Linked DNA regions of Mus musculus: all the other regions are linked to region 1. A link is a contact called in public HiChIP or PLAC-seq, Micro-C and promoter capture Hi-C data. All regions are on one chromosome and are shown on one strand. Each heading gives the region's core, a stretch centred on a gene start, on an enhancer-like site or on the middle of the called end of the contact. The rest is flanking DNA. Distances are from core to core; before and after follow the strand shown. Region 1 holds the start of Gls (glutaminase). Region 2 has its middle 25 kb from the start of Nemp2. Region 3 has its middle 18 kb from the start of Gm28178. Region 4 holds the start of Mfsd6 (major facilitator superfamily domain containing 6). Region 5 holds the start of Myo1b (myosin IB). Region 6 overlaps Gm553 (a long non-coding RNA gene).

Region 1 (3,705 bases), core at 294-2,793:
GTCATATCCTAAGTTCCTAATTGTTAAATATACTAGAAAGTGTTTAAACCTTTAATCATCAGAAGTCATTTCATTGAGCAATGGAAGAAACTAGGAAGAACTGGCATGAAAACGTTGACTGGATTGGTGAGTAGTCTGGATGGGGTTGAGAAAAAAGAGAAAAGAGGCAGTAAAAACAGATAACTAGTTTGTAAGAAACTGAACAACACTAAGGTTTGAAAGCAACCCATAAGTTAGAAAGACAAAGTTAGATATTATTAAGGGTAACATTTGCTATCTCTCCCCTAGAATGTATTGTTTTTCCTAAATATATAACTTTGATTCACTAATATTAATATTTTTGACAAACTAACCTTAAGCAATAATAAAAGCCACCCAAGTAATATAAAATTCTGGCTTTTTTTCCCCCCACAAGGTCATTTCCTTCACACTTTTTATTTTTATCTAAAGAGCAGGTTGAAAACAAAACAAAAACTTGAGCATGACAAGCCTGTAGGCACAGTCAGATTCTTTGGTTACTAATCTCGTTCAACATGTACAGATTGATTGGATTACTAAATCTGGTGAATTACATATCCTGCTAACTTTGGTGAATCTATGCATTTAAGCCTATCTGTTTCAGGAAATGGTTTAAAAAGCGGTTTTAGTCCTGAGTGGTATATGTGTGCAGACTCAGGAAACATATGATGCACACACATCTAAAAGGATACATGGATGAGGTGATGCTGTGCTGAAACAGTTTTGAGACATGGTATTCAGATGCTTCTATTTTAAAATGGCTTTTAAAATAGAAAAAGGATCTGCAGTATTTTGCTTTCAAGTCAACTGGTACTAATGAAATAATCGCCGTTCAAAAGATTTGGAGAAATCTTGTAGAAGATAGAAGAGATCCACCCTTACTCTGGCTTTTTCTCTATTCTTCGTTGTTCCTACGCTCAAACGTTCTAAATGTCTTAAGTTGCATAGCTGAAAGGATTTTGCTCATTTTTTCCAAAACATTTCGCTTCTGGGCAGTAGCCAACCATGGAAAGTTTTAAGCACATTTGGGAGAGGGATGAAGCTAGTCAGGGCGGCCTTGGCAGAACCGATGCCTTCAGAGGGGCGGACACATTCCCCTAACCGAGGGGGCGAGCAGTAGGTTTGGACCAGACGATCTGCCACCGCCAGCCTCCCTCCAGCCTTGGGCGGCCTGAACAGGCGCACTCCAGCTTCCTCAATAGCTGGAGGACGTGCTTCCCTGGAGCGCACCTGCCTGGTGAATGGCCAGACTCCGGAGCTACGGGTCCTCGCCCAGCTTGGCCTCAGGTGGCCCGAGGCAAGGGGGAAGAGCGGTCGGCGGGGCTGACACACGTCAGTCGTCCTTCTCCCCGCCCTCCAGGACCCAGCGGGACTGCGTACGGGCGCGGAGACAAATTTGACCGATTCTCTAGCCAATCAGAAGAGAGGTCGGCAGGCTGAGCCAATGGAAGAGCTTGCAGGGGGCAGGCCGTCAGCGTCCTCCCGCCCCCGGTTGGTGAGCCTGGTATGTCTCCAGCCCTCCCTTGAGCGTCAGTCTCAGTGCGGAGCTCGCGGCGGCCAGAGCAACTTCGGCTGGCTGCAGGCTGGGCGGCGGCGGCGGCGAGGGCGGCGGCGTTGGCGGCGGGAGCGGCGGAGCTGGGGCCACACCCCGTCCCGGACTTTTTCTCTTTCCAGTCCTCTCCCCGCCGTGCGGGACACGGTTCCGGGAGCAGAGCGGCCGCCCACGCCCCAAGCATCCTCATCTGACGAGCGGGCGCCGGCGGTATGATGCGGCTGCGAGGCTCGGCGATGCTACGGGAGCTGCTCTTAAGGCCGCCCGCCGCCGTCGGAGCCGTCCTGCGGCGCGCGCAGCCCCTCGGCACGCTGTGCCGGCGCCCCCGGGGCGGGAGCCGGCCGACCGCTGGCCTGGTGGCCGCTGCGCGACTCCACCCGTGGTGGGGCGGGGGCGGCCGCGCGAAGGGCCCCGGCGCGGGCGGCCTGTCCAGTTCGCCCTCGGAGATCCTACAGGAGCTGGGGAAGGGGGGTACGCCGCCACAGCAGCAGCAGCAGCAGCAGCAGCAGCCAGGGGCGTCGCCACCCGCAGCCCCGGGCCCCAAGGACAGCCCGGGGGAGACCGACGCGTTCGGCAACAGCGAGGGCAAGGAGATGGTGGCCGCGGGCGACAAGTGAGTTGCGTGGGTGAGGCTGAGGGGAGGGGTCGGGCCCTGGGCGGTGGGCGGTGGCGGTGCGGCTTAGCAACGGAGGTTCGCGGAAGAGAAAGAAAGCGATGCCAGGCGGCCTGCGACGGCTGTGCCATGTGATTAGGCCCGGCCCCGCCCGCGCCCCTCGCCTGCTCCCACTTCCCCTCCGTGGCCGGCGCGAGTCGCCCCGGGGTGACGGGTGAGCGCCGGGAGGGTCTTGCCTGCTGAAGCCCCTGCCGGGCAGAGGCTGCTGTCCGGCCGCGCCGCGTGCTCAGCGCCCCGGCTCTGCGAGGGTGATGCCACGCGAACCTCCATCTCTCCCGAGTGACATTGAGGAGTCGGGCGTAGAGCGGAGCTTCTACCTTCCCGATTCACCTTTTTGCCAGGCCGCAGTTCCCCCATTCTGTAAGCCTCCACCACCATCCCACTGGATGCCAGATGTGGCCTTGGGTTCTTAATCCTCCTGAGGTGGATCGTTTTGGCGTGCGTAGAGCCATCTGGGCCACCGGAAATAATGCTTCAGAAATGAGATTAGGCGGAATAGGGACATGTGGCCTAGAGGACGAGGAACGCAGCATGGACCACCTGTTCCTATCGGGACCAGTGATGGCTTGTCTGATGTCTTCTGTGCGGTGGACAGATTTTTAAAGGATAAAATTGTTTTAAAAGCACAAAAATAAGGTGACATAAAATACACAAAATCTAAGTAGTTTTAGGGACTTGATTGTGATAGGATGTTGACTCATTGTGTATATAGGGTGGGAATTTAGCCTAAGAGCAAAATTGAGTTTTCTTTGCTGAATGCTTTTGTGTAATATAGTTTCCCCAACTAGGTAAACACTGACTTTTAGGCTTTTTCTGTATCCTATTTTTCTGACTTTATACTGATATGGTGTATCCTGTTTTGCATTTTACTTCTCTTCCAGCTCTGCACAGTAGCTTAAGTCAAACTGAAAGTGTGAATTTTATGACTTCAATCTCAGGCCTGCTTAATGTTTCCTGTAATTGATGTGGGTACCTTCCTAAAACATTCCTGGTTATTTTCCCAGAGTGAAAATGTTATTTAAAACAAAATGAAACAACAACAAAAACCCTTAATAAGGAAAAAGGCACTTAATGATGGTATTCTGTGATAGTAGCTTTGTACCACAAACTACCTTGATGATCATGGGCACATTATTACATGTGTTGGATTAGATGACTCAAATCCCATTTAGTGTTTTTGTTTTGTTTTGCTTTTCAAGACAGGGTTTCTCTGTGAAGCCCTGGCTGCCCTGAAACTCACTCTGTAGACCAAGCTGGCCTCGAACTCAGGGATATGCCTGCCTCTGCCTCCCAAGTGCTGGGATTAATAAAGGCATGTGCAACCTCCTCCAGGCTTTGTTTTGTTTTCAAAACCTACACTTTGGTTACATTTGCACCTCTAATGTTTTAGAAAGTAGAAGATGTATTGTTTGTTTAGTCAAATACCTTACCTTCACCTTACCATCATTTGGTTTACACACAT
Region 2 (3,563 bases), core at 980-3,479, 420 kb before region 1:
TAGTTCTTTGGGACGCAAAGCTGTTGCTGACTACTGCATACTGAGTTGAGCTTTAAAATGTCTTTGATGCAATGGGCTGTGAGAATGAGCAGAAGTGAGAGGCTATTTCAAAGACTCCAAGCAACTCAGTATCCTAAGACATGACAGACAAGGCCTTCCTAAGCAGACCCTTCTATAGCAGCCTCTGATGCTGGATTTTAATTAGACTTGGGTTCTAATTAGCTAATGGAATTAAAAAAAAAAAAGACAACTCACCAGATTCCTAAGTGTTAAGCTAAAGAGTACTATTTACAAACAGCAGGATAAGATTTAAGTGCCTGGGGGAGGGACATGATGTTTAAAACTTACATAGTAGGTCTGTTTTGTTTGTGAAGGAGTAAGTAGGGAACCAGGAATGGGAATTCTGGGAATAAGAATGACTTTCTAAAGACTTAAGACAAGAATCTTAGAATATTCTTCTCCCCCAAACCATAGTCATACACTGAAAACTTTTGGGTTTGAGCTACAAACTACACCAGGTACCACCCCAGATAGAGGGTGTCTTGGGTGACTGCATGTAGAGCTTGCTCCTAGAAGGAAAGCAGAGGCTGTAAGAAGCCAAGGGATGCCTGCCTATATGGAAGGGGGATGCTGCTGTGGTTGAATGGGGGTCAGTCATATTGTGGATGGACACCAGAATGGTTCGAAATGGAAGCTCACCCTAGCCTCTAACATAGGAGACAGGATCAGCTGTACAGTGAAGGCCTCTGTGTGACCGTTCTGCCTGCCCCTGCCTCGGGAGGAAACATTCTACACCTGGATGCCTAGCTTCACTACAAAACACAGCTTGGAATGATGGGAACAATTAAGCTGATGGTTACTTTTGCACTTGAATGGTACTGCACTGTCAACCCCCAAGGCTCATTTTAAGTGACCTTTAAAATCAGATGTATTTATTATGCTCGTGCAATTACAGAAATGAAGTGGGAGACAGGCTGAGCCCCACCTATGAATGTACAGTATGTGGATTGTGAAAGTGACTGTAGGGAATCAGAGCGTTGTATCTTGTGTTTACAATTCTGGTTGATTTCTTTGAAAAGCTGCTGGTTTGGGAAATGCACAGTGGGTGTATTGAAATAAAAGGTAAATACCATTTTTAAATATTTCGTAAATGAAAAACACGTGACCAAACAAGAGAACATCCTCTGCTCTGTAATGAATGACACCAAATTCAATATGCCTTCGTTACAAAATGTTTACTGTGAGCGTCGATCCAACAGTGCAGTAATTTCTAGCCTTTTGAGCTGACACCTTCACGAGTTTGTGGACTTTGTGACTTTTTCTTCCTGTTCTTACAGTGCCATATGTCACTTGAAAAATATTAAAGTGAATTCCAATTAAACTTGATTTGAGAATTTTATAACCTCTCTTGAGATCCTTAGAAATACTCAGGGATGTCAAAGCTGAGGCTAGGAATCACTACCATAGTGATTTGTCCTGCTCCTCTCTGCCTGCAGGAAGTTATGCTACCCTAGAGTTCTGTGTGAACCCAACTTGGCTCGATGCTATTAACTAGACTATTCTTTTTTTTTAATTAGGTATTTTCCTTGTTTACATTTTCAATGCTATCCCAAAGGTCCCCCATACCCACCCCCCCAACCCCTTACCCACCCACTCCCCCTTTTTGGCCCTGGCGTTCCCCTGTACTGGGGCATATAAAGTTTGCAAGTCCAATGGGCCTCTCTTTGCAGTGATGGCTGACTAGGCCATCTTTTGATACATATGCAGCTAAAGACAAGAGCTCCAGGGTACTGGTTAGTTCATATTGTTGTTCCACCTATAGGGTTGCAGTTCCCTTTAGCTCCTTGGGTACTTTCTCTAGCTCCTCCATTGGGAGCCCTGTGATCCATCCATTAGCTGACTGTGATCATCCACTTCTGTATTTGCTAGGCCCCGGCATAGTCTCACAAGAGAGAGCTATATCTGGGTCCTTTTAGCAAAATTTTGCTAGTGTGTGCAATGGTGTCAGCGTTTGGAAGCTGATTATGGGATGGATCCCTGCATATGGCAATCACTAGATGGTCCATCTTTTTTGTCACAGCTCCAAATTTTGTCTCTGTAACTAGACTATTCTTAAAGCAGAGTAATAGTACATGCCAAAGGCCAGCACAGCTCAAGAGCCAGAGTCATAGGACAGTGCTACTTTATCGTCCTAGTGAGCTTGCAGTGGCAGGAAGTTGCAGTGGCAGGAAGTTGCAGTGGCAGGAAGTTGCAGTGGCAGGAAGTTGCAGTGGCAGAAAGCAGGCAGGTGGCTAGCACTCCCGGGGATTTGCAGCTTGCTCATGGGACTCCTAAGCAATATGCCTCTCGGCATATCAGTTAAGTAGAGCAGCTGCAAAAGGGGAAGTTCATCCATGGTTAGGTCATTTGTTTTTCAAAAGCCCTACCTGGTATACATAACCTTCCCCATTGAAAATATGAGGATTCTTAAGCGAATAGGGCCTAAGTTATGGGATCATGGTCAGAGCCAGGACACAGACTCAACTCTTGCTAACACCAGAGCCCTGCCTACCACCTTCCCATCCTAGTGGGAGGGAAAGCGTCCACGGTGGTACAAGACATAAATAGCCAAGCCATGAGTTCTGTGTGCCTGAAACCTATGTGTGTTTGTTTCTATTCTTGATTTCTAGACATTCTCTAAAACCTTAAATCAGCATCCCAAGCAATAGCCTTACCAATAAAACGTCCTGACAAGATTGTAGGCTACTTTTGTTGTCCCAGTATGAGTGCTATGGGCTGCTTGTGACTCTTACAGTGGATATGTACCTACTGTGTCTCTGAGGATTTCTATCTTTTTTTGTTTGGTTGGTTGGCTTTATTGTTTGTAGAACATGATTTTAGTATTTTCAACTGTTAATATTCAACAAACAGAATCATTTTAAGATATATTTTGTTGTATTTCATTTCTGATTTTATTAATTTAGATACTGTCTTTGTGCCCTCTGGTTAGTCTGGCTAAGGGTTTATCTACCTTGTTGATTTTTCTCAAAAAAACAGCTTCTGATTTTGATTCTCTGTAGAGTTGGTTTTGTTTCTACTTGGTTGATTTCAGCCCTGAGTTTGATTATTTCCTGCCATCTACTCCTCTAGGGTGTATTTGCTTCTTTTTGTTCTAGAGCTTTCAGGTGTGCTGTCAAGCTCCTGTAAGCTCTCTCCAATTTCTTTTGGGAGAACTTAGAGCTATGAGTTTTCCTCTTACAACTGCTTTCCTTGTGTCCCATAAATTTTGGTATGATGTGTCTTCATTTTCATTAAATTCTAAAAAGCGTTTCATTTTTTTTCTTTTTTTCTTCCTTGACTGAGTTATCATTGTGTAGAGCATTGTTCAGCTTCCACGTGTATGTGTGCTTTCTGTTGTTTTTATTGATATTTAAGACCAGCCTTAGTCTGTGGTGATCTGATAGTGTGCATGGAATAATTTCAATCTTCTTGTATCTGTTGAGGCCTGTTTTGTGACTGATTATATGGTCAGTTTTGGAGAAGGTACCATGAGGTGCTGAGAAGAAGGTATATTCTTTTGCTTT
Region 3 (3,705 bases), core at 1,109-3,608, 360 kb before region 1:
GAGGATAGAGACCATGTACTCATATATATTAAATAAATAAATTAAAAAAAAAAGACACAAAGACAGAAAGTCATTTTTCCTTATGGATATCCGCATGTCCAGGGAAAAATGAGGAGGCAGTTCACCTAGTTGCTGACTACCAGAGTCTTCACTAAGAGTAGTTTCTGCTGCTGGGCCAGAATACCTTGGGAGGCTGGGACTAGCAGGCAGAGGCCACTCACCAGCTCAATTGTATGCAAGCCTACAGCACCCCAGGTTACTGGGTTCCTTTCCTAAACTACTTGTGCTCCTGGCTTCTCATTCTCACTGAAGTGCTTTGAATGGTTAAGTGCATCTTACCACCACCCTGTTCTTGGGTTGACTACAACCTTCGTGCATTCTTTTCTGTGGCGTTGCTGTGATAAAACCACGGCCAAGACAACTTACCCAAGAAAGAATCAAACTGAGCTTACAGTTTCAAAGGGCTGTAGTCCATGACAGTGGACTACATTGGAGCATCAGCTAGGAGCTCACACCCCTCAGGCAGGAGGCAGGGAGCACATGGAGAATGGCATGCATCTTCTGAAATCGCAAAGCCCATCTATCCCTAGTGATGCAGCTCCACTAAGGCCACACCCCTTAACATATTCCAAACACACAAACTTGGGGGAGGGGTGGTCATTCAAACCACCACAAGTTTTGTTTTTACTTGTTAGGTATTCTATTTCTTTGAAAATATACTCTAATAATAGACTCAGAGTTATTTAAACTTCAAGGAACTATTCCTCTAACCATTAATGTCTCCTTCTTAAAAACTGTACACTGGATTAAATAATGTCTTAGTTATGGTTTTTCACTGAACCTGAAGCTTATTGCTCAGCCAAGCATTCTTGGATTCTTGGTCAAGGATTTCTAGTCTCTACCTCTCCAATGCTGTTAGAAGCAAACCAGCACAGCCCTTGTATTTTTCATAGATTCCAGAAAGCTGCACTCGGATCCTTTACCAATTAAGCCACCTCCCTGCCTTATTTAAAACTTTGTTTGGTCTTAAATCAGAAGATCATTGTTTTGATTTTACCGTGTATTGCACCACCATTCCACTTTATCATTTAATTGGTGTCCTCAATACATAGAAAACACTTACATTAAAAATTGCATTTTAAAGGTAAAAAGGAGCAAAAAAAGACAAGAAATCTTAGAATTGGCTAATGAAGAGACGACCCATAGTTTCTTTTCTCCCTTCAGACACTTGGCAGTCAGCAAGCTCATCTGAAGTAGCTCAAAGGGACTGTGGACAGGTCAGCAGAAATGGTAGCGGGCATCCTCAGCCAGGCTCTGCACTGGCCAGGCTCCCTGCCAACCAGGAAACTCACAACGGTTCCACAAGGGCCTCAGTGCCCCCCACACCTTCCCACCTGTCCACAGATAAGAACAGTAGTGCCAGTGCGGGGCTTTCTGTTCTGTAATCAGGCACACAAGCACCTCATGTCTCCATTCGTTCAGTTACTCAACTTCTGCCCCCGAAGTTCCCATACTCTTCCTACCTCAGCAGGGCGCTGTTGGCAAAGACCAATACCCTTGCATTTATCCCTTTCTGAACTTGGTTGTTGTTGGTTGTGGTAAGATGGGGTCTTCCGTACCCCAGGTTAGCCTCAAACTTCCTATAAACTGAGACAGTCTTTAACCTGATCCCCCTGCCTCTGCTTTCCCAGTGCTGGGATCACAGCTGGGTAGCGCCATGTCCCACCCACGTTTGCTTTTGATTAATTGTACAGACTCCCACTCCATAGCCAAGTCCTTCTACGTTCTCTCTCCATGCCTAAATCAGTAGGCAGCATGTGGCAGTTTATCTCCATGAACCATGGCTCCCTGTCTGCCTCATGTTACCATGCCATTTCAGGCTTGAATGCAGTAGATTTTAAAATCCCATATAAGGTTAGAACAGTGACACTATCTCTTTAGGGCATTAAGGATTATTTTGGATGGAAACTCTAAGCTCATCTTCCACTCATCCCTGGCTCTGCCCGGGTCCTACTTGTGCACAAAGGCAACTCTGAGGTCACTTTTACAAGAGAGGACAGGCAGAAAAAGTGCCCTGCAAAAGACATGGGAATGTTCAACACCAATTATCAGGCGGAAAAAAAGAAATAGCCACAGACCAGAAATAACTTAAGTAATAATTTTAAAACTTTAGATCATCCATCGGTAAAGCAGCCTGGTCAGCTGGACTCTGCTTCAGTTTTGACTCCCAGTTTTCTAAGGCTTTTTAAAAATGCTTGGACTGTTTCCTTGAGACATTCGCATGCAAAGCTGTGGCTGCTGTCTCCAGCCGCCCACACATACCTGCCCTCCTCCTCCCTCTGACTCAGCGCCCAGCCTCCGCCCACGCCCGCTGACTCGGTGACCCGCACCCACTTCCCACAAACCTACGCGCTCCTCTCCTTCACACAGGTACAAATATTCACACTCCCACTGCTCAGCAAACAACGCACACTACTAATGGGGGGGAGGGGGAGGCATGCTTTTCCTAATGACCATTATGTTTCTTTTAATTCACAAGCTTTACACAGCACAATGAGTAGCTGATGAACTTATTTATGCTTAAATTGGTTTTTCAAAACTCCCTCGTGTTCAAAACTGGATTATTCTATTTTTAAAAAACTCCACCAAAAAAAAAAAAATGTATACACCGAGTGTTGCACCTTTTTTTTTTTTCTTTTTTCTTTTTTCAGGAAGAACAGATGCCCTAGGGTTTGTCCAAATTAAAACTTTTTACTCACATTTTCAGCGATGGCTACACAAAGGCTCACTGGGCTGGGTATTCGCCGTGAGGGTGTTTGAGCTACAGCTGGCATCAGCAGGCTGCCTGACAAGATTAATTGGCAGTGAATTAGACCAGTGCAGTCCAGAGCCAACACCAAAAAGGAGGACCAGCCCACTCATGAGGCCCTGCCAACGCCCAGAGATCTGCTGAGCGTGGGCTGGGGGAAGGCAGGGAGGCCAGTCTCTGCTGCCTTTGTGTTCTCACGGCTCGTACAAGGGTTCATAGCAACGGTTTCTTTCTTTTGCTGTGCATTTGTGTGATATCTGTGTGTCTTGCTACACTGATGCCACAGCGCATGTGCAGAGGTCAGAGGACAACCTTAAGTGTGTCCCCTTCCCTTCCACCTTGTTTTAGGTAGGGTCTCCTGTTCACAGCAGCATGGGACAGGGCTGGACATCCTGATGGCTCCCCATGACTGCCATCAGCTCTGTGTGGGTGCGGAGGTCTGAACTTGGGTCCTTACACTTGTGACCAGAGCTTTATCCTCTGAGCCATCTCCCCAGGCCCCATGGCAACTCTTTTTATTTTTTCCGGGGCTTGATACTATTCTATGTCACAGATGTGAGCAGAAGCAATTCTATTGTAACTCACCTCCTCTTTAAGAAGAGATGCAAGCCAAATCTGGATTTTAAGGAGTGGTGGGTTGCTTTGTGTTTGCTGCTTTGCTTTATCATTCATAATTGATGTGAATTCTTCTGGGAGAAGCAGCGGCCATTTCTGCTCTTCTTCTATCTCTAACAATTGAGAATGTTAGATCTACAATATGCTGGACAGGGAACTGGGAAAAGGATTTCTATCTGGGCCAGACCTCTCAGCCCTCAGTGGTGGGGCCAGTTTTAATCATCTCTGTCCACCTGTCTCACATTCTTTGCTTGAATTTCTACAATTTGATCTGCTTCTGT
Region 4 (3,821 bases), core at 843-3,342, 490 kb before region 1:
TATTCGCAAGGCAGCAACATTCAGGAAGTTGCCTAATTATCAAGCGCTGGTGACATGTATGAAGGCTGCATTTTCTGTCTGAGAAATGTAGATAAAATCCACAGCTACTCACCACATCAACATGTGATCTTCAACAATAACTAACCAGGGACTTGCTCCTCTGTGCACCATAGAGCACGTACATGCTATATCTGATTTCCACCTACTGTCTGTTACCAGTCCCTCTTCTGCAACCTCACCTCTGGTTTGCGGCAGCTGGGAAGAATGGTACAGCTGAGACTGGGCAACTATGAGTCTTTCATGAAACACTCCACCTGCTTTAACTATCCTGTAAGTGTTAGCCTGGCCCTTCCCTCTGGTTTCTTGCCAGGTGATTTCAACATCTATCTTTTCAAGTCTTTCTGGGGAATGTTCTCTGGGACAGCCTAACTGGCCATGTATCTGGAGGCTAATTTCCCATATCACACAGACTGGACCCTACAGAAGGGTAAAAAAAGTGTATGTGACAATGGTGTTGAGTGACAGATCATGTTTGCTTCACGCATATTTATGTTTTAAAGAGATTTTTATATTATTTTTAAAATTATAAGAAATTTAAATAAGACCCAGGAGATACTGTAAAAACTGATAAGTTAAAAGCATTATGGTTGTGGGGTGGGGGTGGGGAATCCCTGCTCTTACAAAGCCAGTTTGCTTTCTGTAGGTCAAACATTAGCCCCTCTTCCCAGGTCCTTTTTCCTACAAAACCTCTCCTCTCACACTTGATACAGTAGGATCTTCAGGCACTTTGTTCTCTCTCTCTCTCTCTCTCTCTCTCTCTCTCTCTCTCTCTCTCTCTCTCTCTCTGTCTCTCTCTCTCTCATTTCCTTAATGCATGGACAGATCAGGAGAATGCTTGCTTTCTTTTTCACTTCCGTACTGGCTGGACAGATCAGGAGAATGTTGTCTTTCATGATAGCCCAACTGGGAACTTGAAGAGCTTTTCATTTCCACACAATGAGGGATCCAGCTGTCTCCAGGTCACACCAGAGCAGATATGTCATCCTTTGTACAAATCACCTTTATAATTTTCCTCTGAAACGCTAGCAGATACCGTCTTTGTTTAACTTCCACGTCTCAACATTTCAAGTGGTCTGTAATAAGGCGTATTGACTGCAGAAACTGTCCCTGGAAACGGGGGCTGAGCATCCAGCAACTGTATATTTATACTTTTTCATAAAGAAGGGCTTCACAATTTGAAGCGTCAGGGCCTATAAAGTGCTCTTTAGTAATGTCTTATGATGCAGAGCCTGGATTTTCTTCTACTTGTTTGTAATTTTGAACCTAGTTAACTTTCAGTCTCGTTTTGTAGCTGTAACAATAGATTAACATTGCTTACATCTATAGGATTCAATGGTATGTAAACAATGCTTCCCATGTAAGAAACGAATGTTCCTAAATGTTAGCTGTCATTATTGCTGGCTCTGGATTCTCTGCTCCCCATCACAGGCACGCACATACCCTTGTCAAACCAAACCTGTATACAATCTACTTGCTATCTGAATTTAACAAATGATACAGCTTAATTCTTAGAGTAACACCTGTGCTCAGGTCACTTCTTCATTAAGGTGCCATGTTCAGATGCTGTCTGGGTTCCAGAAGCTCCTGGAGCGAGCACTGTCTTTCTCCTAGCTGTTGTCTGCGGGGTCACCCGAGGACAGTTTACCAAGGTTGTGCCTAGAACCAGACAGCATGCATCTCATCAGCAGAGTTAGCTTTGAGGGTGGCACCTATTAAGTTCTGGAAAACTGATGGCTGTCACCACCCCTAGACCAGGTTGTTATTTACTTTGGGCTTCAAGTTCTTTCCAACACCCCATCAGAGATTAGGGAGTAAAACACCGCTCAGCCCGAGCGCAATGGGGTGTGGCGGAACGGGGATGGGGCATCGCCCACCTCTTCACTCTTTAGAATATGTCACGGCAGCCGGGGCTGGATACCGGGTCCCCCGGGCGGCCCCAGAGGGCGGGAGGCCGAGAGGAGGCGGCGGACGCATCCGCCGCCGCAGGAGGCGGAGCGCTGCACCTGGCGCCCGGTTCTCCAGCTCAGCCCTGAAACGGGTCCAGCCGGTCGGGAGCGAAGGCGGCGGCAGCGAGGCCAGGCCTGGGACCAAAGCGGCGAGGAGGAGCGGACAGAGGGGTTGCGCCGGACTGCGCCGGGCCAGCGCCATCGCTCGCCCCACCCGGCTTGCATCCAGCCGTCGCGCCCGCCGCACCCCCGGGAGAGGAGCTAGCCACCCAACCGACATGCGGCGCTCTGGCCTGCCCGCCGCCGCCCCGGCGCCCCGAGCGGCCGCCCCGCACCCCGGGGACAGGGCTCCCCGCGCCTCGCGCAGCTGAGCGCCTCCAGGTGAGTGGGTCGGCGCCGCCCCGGGGCCCCGGATCCTCCTCCGTGCACCTGCTGCGGGGTGGGCGCCGCCCCGGCCCGGGGCCTCCGAGCCTATCCCGCCCTCCCGGGTGCCGCCTGTCATCTCGGGGTGCAGGACAGCGGCGTCCCCCGCGCCCGCAGCACTTCCGCAAACGTAATTGGAGTCGGGAAAACAAAGGCGCTGCCCGGGAGCCCTTGGCCGCCGCCCGCCCGCAGCTGCTGCAGAAGGTGGGGGGCGCGGGTGGGCCCCGCGGGCCCAAGCCTGTCAGAGTCCGGTCCCGGCGTCGCCTTGGAGGTAAACATCCCCGGGAGAGAGGGGGAGGCGAGCTTGTCTTCATGGCCCTTGACAGTGTCCCCCTGTGTAGCAGGAGGAAACTGACATTGTCTGCCTCCCCCGTGGAAACAAATACAGGGGGCGGTACACCTCTTCCCGGGCTGCTACCTCCTTAGGAGAAATGTCCTACGGTGTGCGTGCGCGCTGAGCACTGAGCTTCAACTCAGGCTTGGGTCCCTCGCTTCACAGAGACTACCAGGTAGAGGAAAGATTCAGATGTAGCCCCTCCTCCTCCCTTTGCCCCTCCCCACGTGGTCTTGCCCGTGGATTACCACCCTTAAGTCTGGCACACTGTGCGTTTTGATTCTCCCACACGCCTGCGAAACCACAAACATTCCCTTTCATCAAAAAAAAAAAAAATTAATAAGCATGCCTACACCCACTGGGACATATAATACCTGCCAATCCATCGTAGAAATAACCTTGTGGAGTTGAAGTTTCAACTCCCAACCAGTGTCTAAGTAGTTTTGTGTCCTTTGGTTGTTGTTACATCATCCCAGGCTGCAGTTTTCTCACACAGAGAAAAAAGATGGATACAAGATGATAGTAATCCAGTCAAATCTCCTTTAACCTTGCTGGAGGTTCACGATGTTGTGTGTAGTTGTGTGTGATATTGTGTGTGATATTAGGTGTAGTTGAAAGTAGGCAGCATACAGTTTATGTGCTACCAGCAGCACTGTAAAAGAGAACATTGGGTAGGTCCATGTTCTGCACAGAGCATTGCTTCCTTGAGACCAGGCCCTAGCCAGCTAAAAGTGTATGCATTATTGATGCCCTTATGAAGAAAAGGAGGAGGATAAAATCCTTTGCATTGGGAAGCTTGGCTCTGACACCCAATACTTGTCATTAGCATATGTGGAAGATTTTTTCATTTGATTGGTGATGAGTAAGGGTGATTGGGCGTTTTTCACAGGTTGTGAGTAAAAATTCACAATATTAAAAAAAATTGCTTAGGAAAAGGTTGAAACATTGTTACTACAATGCAAGACACATCTGGAAAGAAAAAGGGGTCTAATTTTAAAAAAATGAATTAAAACTATTAAATATTTTACAGTTTTCCAGGCTATCTATCAAGGTAAATA
Region 5 (3,694 bases), core at 835-3,334, 320 kb after region 1:
AGATCAGAAGTATTCTAGCCTAGCTAGGTTCCCATCTCTCCTTAGGGCAGGCATCCTTAAGACTTCCTCTTATTGCTCCAAATAGAGCACTGAGCATTGCCTTAACTCTTCACCGAAATCTGGCAATCAAAAGTTTTTAGTCTGGGAATTCACCTGAGTTGGTAGAGTGCCTGCTGAGCACATGTAAAGGCCTGGACTTATTTTCAGCACTGCATGGAACAGGGGGTCTGCATGCAGTCCTAAGCACTCGAGGTGAGCACAGGCAAAGGAGATGTGTTCAATCATCATAGGCTACAGTAAGTTTGAAGCCAGTCTATGATACACAGACTCCTGACTCAAAAGTTTCCTGTCCCTACTCTGCAAGCCACTGACTTATAGTTTATGAACCTGTCATTGTATTTTGAAGAAGATAGATTGGCCAGGAGGGTTCAGAGGTCCTGTTGCTGCCCAGTTGCTATAAGCAGATGGAACCAAAGATCTGGCACATATTAAAACATGTTGCCATGTAGTAGGTCTATATTTTGTTTCTCTGGAAGCTGAGAGCGGTGTCTTTACTGTACTAAGTTATCAAGGTCTAGGGTAGCTTGTTTGGTCAGCTGTGGTGGAGGCAATCATTTATGCTACCACTAGGCCAAGTCACCAATGACAAACCCTCCTTCACTTCATGTTTCTGGAGACTGACTTGAGTTAGCTGGGGTTTCACTCTAGGTCTTACTTCATGTAGTATAAGGTGACTGTGACTAAGTCAACTTTAAGGCTCACACAGCCACATGGCTGGGACAGTGAGCAGATGCGGGCACTCTTAGTCTGGAATATATGGCTATACCTGGCTTCTGTGTGCTCCCTCACAGTGAGAGAGAGAGAGAGAGAGAGAGAGAGAAAGAGAGAGAGAGAGAGAGAGAGAGAGAGAGAGAGAGAGAGAGCTGGGTTGGTCATACCACCAACTGTATCCCATTTGTTAGAATTCAGTCCAGCCTGTATTCAAGAGGAGGGCAATCAAATGGCACTCCTCAATGAGAGGTGTACCAAAGAATTTGTGGAGGTTCTCCATAGTTGTATATAAGCTGGAAGGAAGAAAAAAAAGCTCTCAGACTTTGTTTGTCCTGGCCTCAAAAACAAAAATTGAAAAGTAACTTACCTCACAGGTTTTTGTGAAGATTAAATAAAATTGTATCCACTACTCAAAATATGTTAGCTTAAACCATTACCATGCCGACTGAAGACCTAACTGATGCTGGTTCCGTCAATGATGCTAGAATTCCCAGCAGGTCAGTTTGTAGAGGAGGGTCTTGGTAGCCTCTGAGAAGTCCTGGGGCCTGTGCTGGAGGGACAGAGTGACTATATAAGGTTGGAAATCTTTGGTTCGCCTCCTTTCAGTGACAGTATCCAGATATAGGTCAGTGCACTTAAACCTGGCCCCATTTATGGCAATTTATTTCATTATAGGATAAAGTCGTCAGATTCATGAGTAATAATTACTGTGTCTGCCGCGCTTTTAACACCCCAGCCATGTAATCCTCACCTCACCCCATGAGTAAGTTTGATGAACACCCTTACCTCTTCCAGGAACAAGCCAGACCCAGGGTCATGTGGCTTGTCCCGAATCCCAGCGTGGTGAAGACACCTGGAGTGAGAAGCTGGGAGTCCTGAGTCTTCAGACCCTCTACCATGGCCAAGTGATTGCCAGTCATTGCTCAGTACCTAATGGTATATTCAATATGTATGTCAGTGACAGAGACAATAAAAGCCTCACATGGCAGGCCATTTTCTCTTCCATTAAATTGTCATTTTGTGATATTTTTGGGCACCCAAACTTGGACCTAGGAGGGTAGGCAATGTGGAGAAGAATATTCTCTCTGCTGAGGTTCGCGCCCAGGCTCTTGCAGCTGTTCGGCTCTGCATCTCTGGTCTGCAGTTCGCGGATCATGCAGTGGCCAAGGTGAAGGGCCAGTGCGCTTTCCTGGGTGTCCCCGCCCGCCGGGTGCTCACCGGGGGGCGCTGTGCGGCCTGCGCGCCTGGGTGAACCGCGGCCAGGGAGCGAGGGGCGCGTCCGGGCGGTGAGGTCGCCGCCCCCGCCGGGAGAGGGGAGTGGCCGCGCCGCCGCCGCGCCTCTAGCCAGCGCACTCGGAGCCCAGCCGGCGGACGCGGTGTGGGTGCACTGAACGCACGGTCGGCTGAGCGGCGCGGGATCCCCGGCAGCAACTGTGGCACAAGCCCCGCATCGGATCTGACCCGCGTTCCCCAGGCGGCGGCCAGCGAGCAGCACGCGGAGACGGAGTGGCCGAGCGGTTGCCGGGCGAGGTACGCTGCACTCCCCCGTGCCGGCTCCCTTCCCGCCCGTGCCTTTGTGCGCGCGGCCCCAGGCTCAGCCGCAGCCTGCAATCCCGGGTCATCAGCTCCCGGGGCGCTCCTGTGGGGCGCGGAGGCACTCCACCGTGAACCCACGCGCGCTCGAGGTCGTCGAGGGTGATCGCGGCCCCGTGTGGCTTCGGGGGCGGCAGGAGAGGGAAGGGGCTTACAAACTAAGTTGTTCTCTCACTTTGTGTTATTGGCTTCCTACCTACGGGCACTGGGGAACCCTGCTTCCCGCGGGCCCACTCGCATCCCCCTCCATCCCTCTGGCCCACTGGAGTTTCCCGGCCCCAGGTTCTATGGAAGGACAAGCTTATGGCTTCCTGTGGGAAGGAGAAGCGGAGGTGGAGGCGGAGGTGGAACAATGGGGCGTCCTGGGGAGTGGGGTTCAGGTGCGGTGTGCCCCGGCCGCGGCGCACCCGGAGGGGCGACCGGACCCGATGGATCGCCCTGCGAGTGCAGCTGCGCTCCGCTCCTTTGTTCCGCCACAGCGGAGGGGGCTGCCCCGGGTCCCGTTTCCTGCCCGGGATGGGATTGATTCACAGTCCCAGAGAGGCAAGGGGAAGGGGGCGGGGCTCGAATGGAAACCAGACTGGGAACGGGAGCCCTGCAGGGCGCTGGGCTGGGTGGAGCTCTGGGGAGGGGGTAATGAGAGTGCGTTGGAGTTAATTACAAACACAACCTTCTGTCTAAAGGCCTGTGGAGTTTATTTGCGGTGCTTTGTTCATACTACGGCCTAGCACTAATTGGTGCAGCAAGTTCTGTTCTTTCTTGAAGTTCTAGGCTCTGGCTATGGGAGTTTGCTGAAGGCAGATCTTGTTATTTATAACGGACGAAGAGGGCTTCTTTTGTTTTGTTTGTTTTGTTTTGAAATATTTTTCACAATGAATCAGGATATATGTGTGCATGTGTATCTGTGGATTTTATTGTGGCTCGGATAGGCTAACAAACTAAACCCCAAAGCGGGCGTGGTGGTGCACGCCTTTAATCCCAGCACTTGGGAGGCAGAGGCAGGCGGATTTCTGAGCTCAAGGCCAGCCTGGTCTACAAAGTGAGTTCCAGGACAGCCAGGGCTATACAGAGAAACCCTGTCTAAGAAGAAAACAAACAAACAAACAAACAAACAACCAAAACCAAACCAAAAACCAAAAAACTTTTTGAGACATGGTTTATTCCCTGGTTGACCTGAAACTCAGAGATACTGCCTGCTTTTGCCCTCTGAGAGCTGAGACTAAAGGTGTGCACTACCACACCCTGTTAGGTGTGTATAGAACCATTTTTGACAAAAAATAGTTTTCTCCGTTATCATACAGTTCAGTTAGGATGCTTTTCCAAGAACATT
Region 6 (3,398 bases), core at 198-2,697, 290 kb before region 1:
AGAGCATTTCTTGCGACTTATACAATGCTGGTTCATATTGTGCACTCAGAATAGTTTTCCAGTAAATGAATGTCATGGTATTTTGTTTTGTAAAACTTTTTGGTCTGGTTCTATAGCTGAAGTTAAATTTATCATACGAACCCCACTCAGGAATCAAGTTGCTGTGTTGGTAATGTCCTTTTGTTTTTCTGGTTTCTTCAATATTTAACTTGCTCTCGTTGGGCACTCACAGACAACTATTAAACTAAGATATCCAAATACATCTGATCAGAGAACTTCTAGAATACCCATGTGTTTTTTGTTTTGCTTTGTTTTGTTTTCAGTTCCTCCTAGTTCCTCCTTTTTATTAATGCATACACAACTATTTGTCCTCTGGTTTGTTGAAGCAGTAAGTCAGACAACACTTGCCACAGAAATGTCTGTTAAAGTGGCTTCCCATGAAAACTCCAGCACCACACTCATCAGAAGGACACTCTCGACGAAGTCGGCTAATTTTGCCATTTTCATCCACCTTATAGTATTTCAGCACAACCAACTTAACCTCCTTCCTCTTATGCTTATTCTTTTTTGGGAGTGGTGTAAGACTTCTTCCTTTTCTTAGCATCACCTTGAAGTCTCAACACAAGACACAGGATGGAATCCTATTGAATGTTGTAGTCAGACAAACCACAGCCATCTTCCAGCTGCTTACCAGCAAACTTCAGCCTCGGTTGGTCAAGAGGGATTCTCTCCTTATCCTGGATCTTAGCCTTACACGTTCTATAGTGTCTGAGGCTTTGGCCACAAGGCGAGCGGAGCGTAAGGGTCTTCACAAAAATGTGCATTATGGCGGCGGCTCCACCTGCATTCGAAAAGAGACAGACCCAGGTGGTGGATCCAAAAGGAAGAGCTGCCACTCATGTGTTTCTTAACTGAAGTTTAAAGGCTATTTCTATCTATTGTTATTTTGCATATAACAAATACTAATATCCACATTATACCAAGACGTGATTTTTTTTTCTTAAATTTTATTTTATTTTATCTTTTACTTAGATTACATTTCTGGCCATCTTTCCTGATTTCCCCCCACATCTCCTTTAGTAACCAGTTGCTGACAATTCCTTTCCTTGCCAATGTTCTTCCTGCAGATTTAGAGGGGTGGCCTATTTGTCCTTGATATTTTTTCCTTCCAAAGATGTGCAGGCAGAGTAGGCGCTTTTTAGAGCACACACGCACACACACACACACACACACACACATACACACACACTCTCTCTCTCTCTAGGGGCGTCTGCCTCTGTCTTCAACTTTACAAAAATAAAATAATAAAGCAACGTGTTTCCTTCACACATTTAAGTGCCAGAAATAGATGGAGACGTACATTTTTCAATCTCTGTGCCAGGCTAATGAGAGCTCAGCAGACTGTGGGAACCTGGCCAGTCCCGCCCTCACACCCTGCTGTTTCACTTCCCTGGTCCTTCTGTACCTGACTAGCCCAGGCCCTGGCTGCCAGCTACCCTGCTACTGGCCTCTGGATGTCAGCCATAGCACCAAAGCGTGCCTAGAGGCCAAGTGACTCTGGCCTGGAGGATCCCTTGCTCCACCCCATTTCCGAGGATTTCTGGGTTTTTGATTCCCCAGACTATCTCAGAGGAGAGGACCCTGGGGGTTAGAATCTTGAGGGCTTCTTGAAAAAGAGACCAGAGAGCAGCATCCTGGCTTCTAGGAAGTGAACCTGAGACCCAGAGGACACAGAGCCTGCTGTGACTGCAACTACCAGGGGCTGCAGTTTCCCAAACCTGGAGTGGCCTTCCTGTTGTCACACAAAGAATAATGCGCTCTGTCCAGCCCTCTCAACAGAAACTATGAGCACCCACCAGGGTGGGGGATAGTACGGTCACACATCTGGGCTGAGTATAATGTTTGGGGCTGGATGCCCTGACAGGGAACACAGGCCACTAGAAATTGACAGCAATTAAGAGGAAAAAGGCAAATAGCTTTACAGAGAACAATGCCAGGGAAGAGCCAGGTTTGCCGCTGCTCTCCTTCCATCGCTTCTCTGACCTGAGGGAACATTAGTCATGGACAACATCACCTTCAGCTGTCTGACCACGCAGTACAACCACAACCCTGAATTTGAATTTCTTCTAAATATCAAGAATCTGAACTACAGGAGAGAGACAGATGTGACTGGGGGTCTAGTCTGTTCCAGAATGGTATAGTATACTCTGAGCTGTGCCCGACTCTGCTGCTGCTGCCTGAAGAGACACAGTGGTGGCACCTGCCCTTAATCCCTGCGAGAGAGAGAGAGAGAGAGAGAGAGAGAGAGAGAGAGAGAGAGAGAGAGAGAGAGAGGGGGGGGGGGGGAGGGAGAGGGAGAGAGAGAGAGGGAGATTCTAATGTTCTCTTACATGGTTCCTAAGCCATTGAAAATAGGCTCTGCCCACTGATTTGGTGGGAAACCTAGACAAATCAGTGTCTCTTGGGGTCAAAGCATGGGGCTACTTTTAGTGCTGCTCTCCATTTAAACTGCTGAATTAAGAAACAAGAGTGTCACTTTGCAGATTTTATTTGTTTAGAATTCAAGAGGCCAACCATGACCATCAGTTACAAAATCTCAAGAATTTTTATCACATGATGAGTGTGAATTCTTTTGAAGATGTTGGATGAGAGCCGTCTTTCTAGAGGAGGAAGGCAGTATCTTCCAAGATACAGATCCAACCAGATGACAGATTGGAAAACAGCGGGCCAGCACACAGCCTAACTCCACTCCACTGTGGGAATGGCGCTCACAGGATACGTGGGATCGTGTTGAATGTTCGACCACACTGTCTGTGTTGACAGTACAGCAAAGTTCATTTGTCCGGGAAACAAACCTTAATTTAGACAACACCAGACAACAGTTAGAAGTGGTTGTCTAAGATTGATGTACTGAAATCTTCATATAAGGGTATTTTATTACTTATGTTGAATATGTAACAAAAAAAATCACAAAAATATATGCCTTAAAGCTTATCGGCTACTTGTAATCAAGAGCCTAGTATATGCAAAGGCCTAAGTACTGCATCATCTCAAACTTCACTTGCAATTTGACAAAAGGAATTAATACAAAAAACTTACAAAAATAATAAAATGAATGCCCATGAGCTCACCATCCACACTAAGAAATGATACATTACCCATATAATTAGATGTCTCTCTTCCCCATATGAACCATATCCCTTTCGATCTCTACCAGCTAGCCAGATCTTAAATTCTTTCCAAACATTTATTTTATTGAAAATGTACCCCACGGGTATTTCTAATGTGTGTGTTGAATTTAAAGATTTTAATTCTCCTAAAATAAGAGAAATACAAATGGAGAAAATGGAATTTAGAACTAACATAGCTTATATATACAACATTCATAAGATACCTCA

What was found. Promoter capture Hi-C pulls out the DNA fragments that hold promoters and counts their contacts. Hi-C and Micro-C count contacts between places; a contact is called where the count stands out from the background. HiChIP or PLAC-seq counts read pairs in DNA pulled down with a chosen protein or histone mark.
Region 2: an H3K4me3 HiChIP or PLAC-seq map of pro-B cells shows a contact between it and region 1, with 5 times the contacts expected there. The contact joins the enhancer-like site here to the promoter of Gls in region 1. A contact is called at or near these places in 2 of 39 promoter capture datasets (hippocampal neurons and pre-B cells), 1 of 484 Hi-C or Micro-C datasets (myocytes) and 9 of 115 datasets of contacts at active chromatin or transcription factors (the 230-238 cell line, the SCID.adh cell line, astrocytes and 6 more).
Region 3: an HNF4G HiChIP or PLAC-seq map of pancreatic cancer cells shows a contact between it and region 1. The contact joins the enhancer-like site here to the promoter of Gls in region 1. A contact is called at or near these places in 1 of 484 Hi-C or Micro-C datasets (embryonic stem cells) and 3 of 115 datasets of contacts at active chromatin or transcription factors (memory CD8 T cells, pancreatic cancer cells and pro-B cells).
Region 4: a contact with region 1 is called in a promoter capture Hi-C map of hematopoietic stem and progenitor cells. The contact joins the promoter of Mfsd6 here to the promoter of Gls in region 1. A contact is called at or near these places in 13 of 39 promoter capture datasets (the 3T3-L1 cell line, 3T3-L1-derived adipocytes, the C10 cell line and 8 more), 2 of 484 Hi-C or Micro-C datasets (cortical neurons and spermatogonial stem cells), 7 of 115 datasets of contacts at active chromatin or transcription factors (the SCID.adh cell line, astrocytes, effector CD8 T cells and 4 more) and 1 of 9 other capture datasets (pancreatic islet).
Region 5: a contact with region 1 is called in a Micro-C map of embryonic stem cells, with 8 times the contacts expected there. The contact joins the promoter of Myo1b here to the promoter of Gls in region 1. A contact is called at or near these places in 3 of 39 promoter capture datasets (liver and pre-B cells), 3 of 484 Hi-C or Micro-C datasets (the HPC-7 cell line and embryonic stem cells), 2 of 115 datasets of contacts at active chromatin or transcription factors (astrocytes and pancreatic cancer cells) and 1 of 9 other capture datasets (adipose tissue).
Region 6: a contact with region 1 is called in a promoter capture Hi-C map of hippocampal neurons, with 2.1 times the contacts expected there. The contact joins the enhancer-like site here to the promoter of Gls in region 1. A contact is called at or near these places in 1 of 39 promoter capture datasets (hippocampal neurons) and 4 of 115 datasets of contacts at active chromatin or transcription factors (the 230-238 cell line, forebrain, memory CD8 T cells and 1 more).

The regions. Positions count from the first base shown.
Region 1 is chr1:52,231,070-52,234,774 of GRCm38.p6, reverse strand. Gls (glutaminase) reads left to right here and starts at 1,543. Exons shown (of 18, transcript NM_001081081.2): 1 at 1,543-2,183. The coding sequence starts at 1,783.
Region 2 is chr1:52,654,122-52,657,684 of GRCm38.p6, reverse strand. It overlaps a transcript of Mfsd6 not described here. Among named protein-coding and RNA genes, the nearest start is that of Nemp2, 25 kb to the right of the region's middle. Within about 2 kb of position 2,229, at least 81 of the 459 cell types and tissues checked have an H3K27ac peak or open chromatin away from gene starts, as enhancers often do. A contact at or near this core is called in the 230-238 cell line, the SCID.adh cell line, bone marrow-derived macrophages and 3 more, where this site is marked.
Region 3 is chr1:52,596,659-52,600,363 of GRCm38.p6, reverse strand. It overlaps a transcript of Nemp2 not described here. Among named protein-coding and RNA genes, the nearest start is that of Gm28178, 18 kb to the right of the region's middle. Within about 2 kb of position 2,358, at least 161 of the 459 cell types and tissues checked have an H3K27ac peak or open chromatin away from gene starts, as enhancers often do. A contact at or near this core is called in embryonic stem cells, memory CD8 T cells and pancreatic cancer cells, where this site is marked.
Region 4 is chr1:52,725,589-52,729,409 of GRCm38.p6, reverse strand. Mfsd6 (major facilitator superfamily domain containing 6) reads left to right here and starts at 2,092. Exons shown (of 6, transcript NM_178081.4): 1 at 2,092-2,387.
Region 5 is chr1:51,914,368-51,918,061 of GRCm38.p6, reverse strand. Myo1b (myosin IB) reads left to right here and starts at 2,084. Exons shown (of 31, transcript NM_001161817.2): 1 at 2,084-2,301. It overlaps Gm33795 (a long non-coding RNA gene), which reads right to left and starts at 1,900. Exons shown (of 3, transcript XR_001778914.2): 1 at 1,558-1,900; 2 at 1,139-1,321; 3 at 1-1,064.
Region 6 is chr1:52,519,665-52,523,062 of GRCm38.p6, reverse strand. Gm553 (a long non-coding RNA gene) reads right to left here. Exons shown (of 6, transcript XR_373402.2): 6 at 2,360-2,855. It also overlaps the pseudogene Rps27a-ps1. Among named protein-coding and RNA genes, the nearest start is that of Gm553, 17 kb to the right of the region's middle. Within about 2 kb of position 1,447, at least 37 of the 459 cell types and tissues checked have an H3K27ac peak or open chromatin away from gene starts, as enhancers often do. A contact at or near this core is called in the 230-238 cell line and hippocampal neurons, where this site is marked.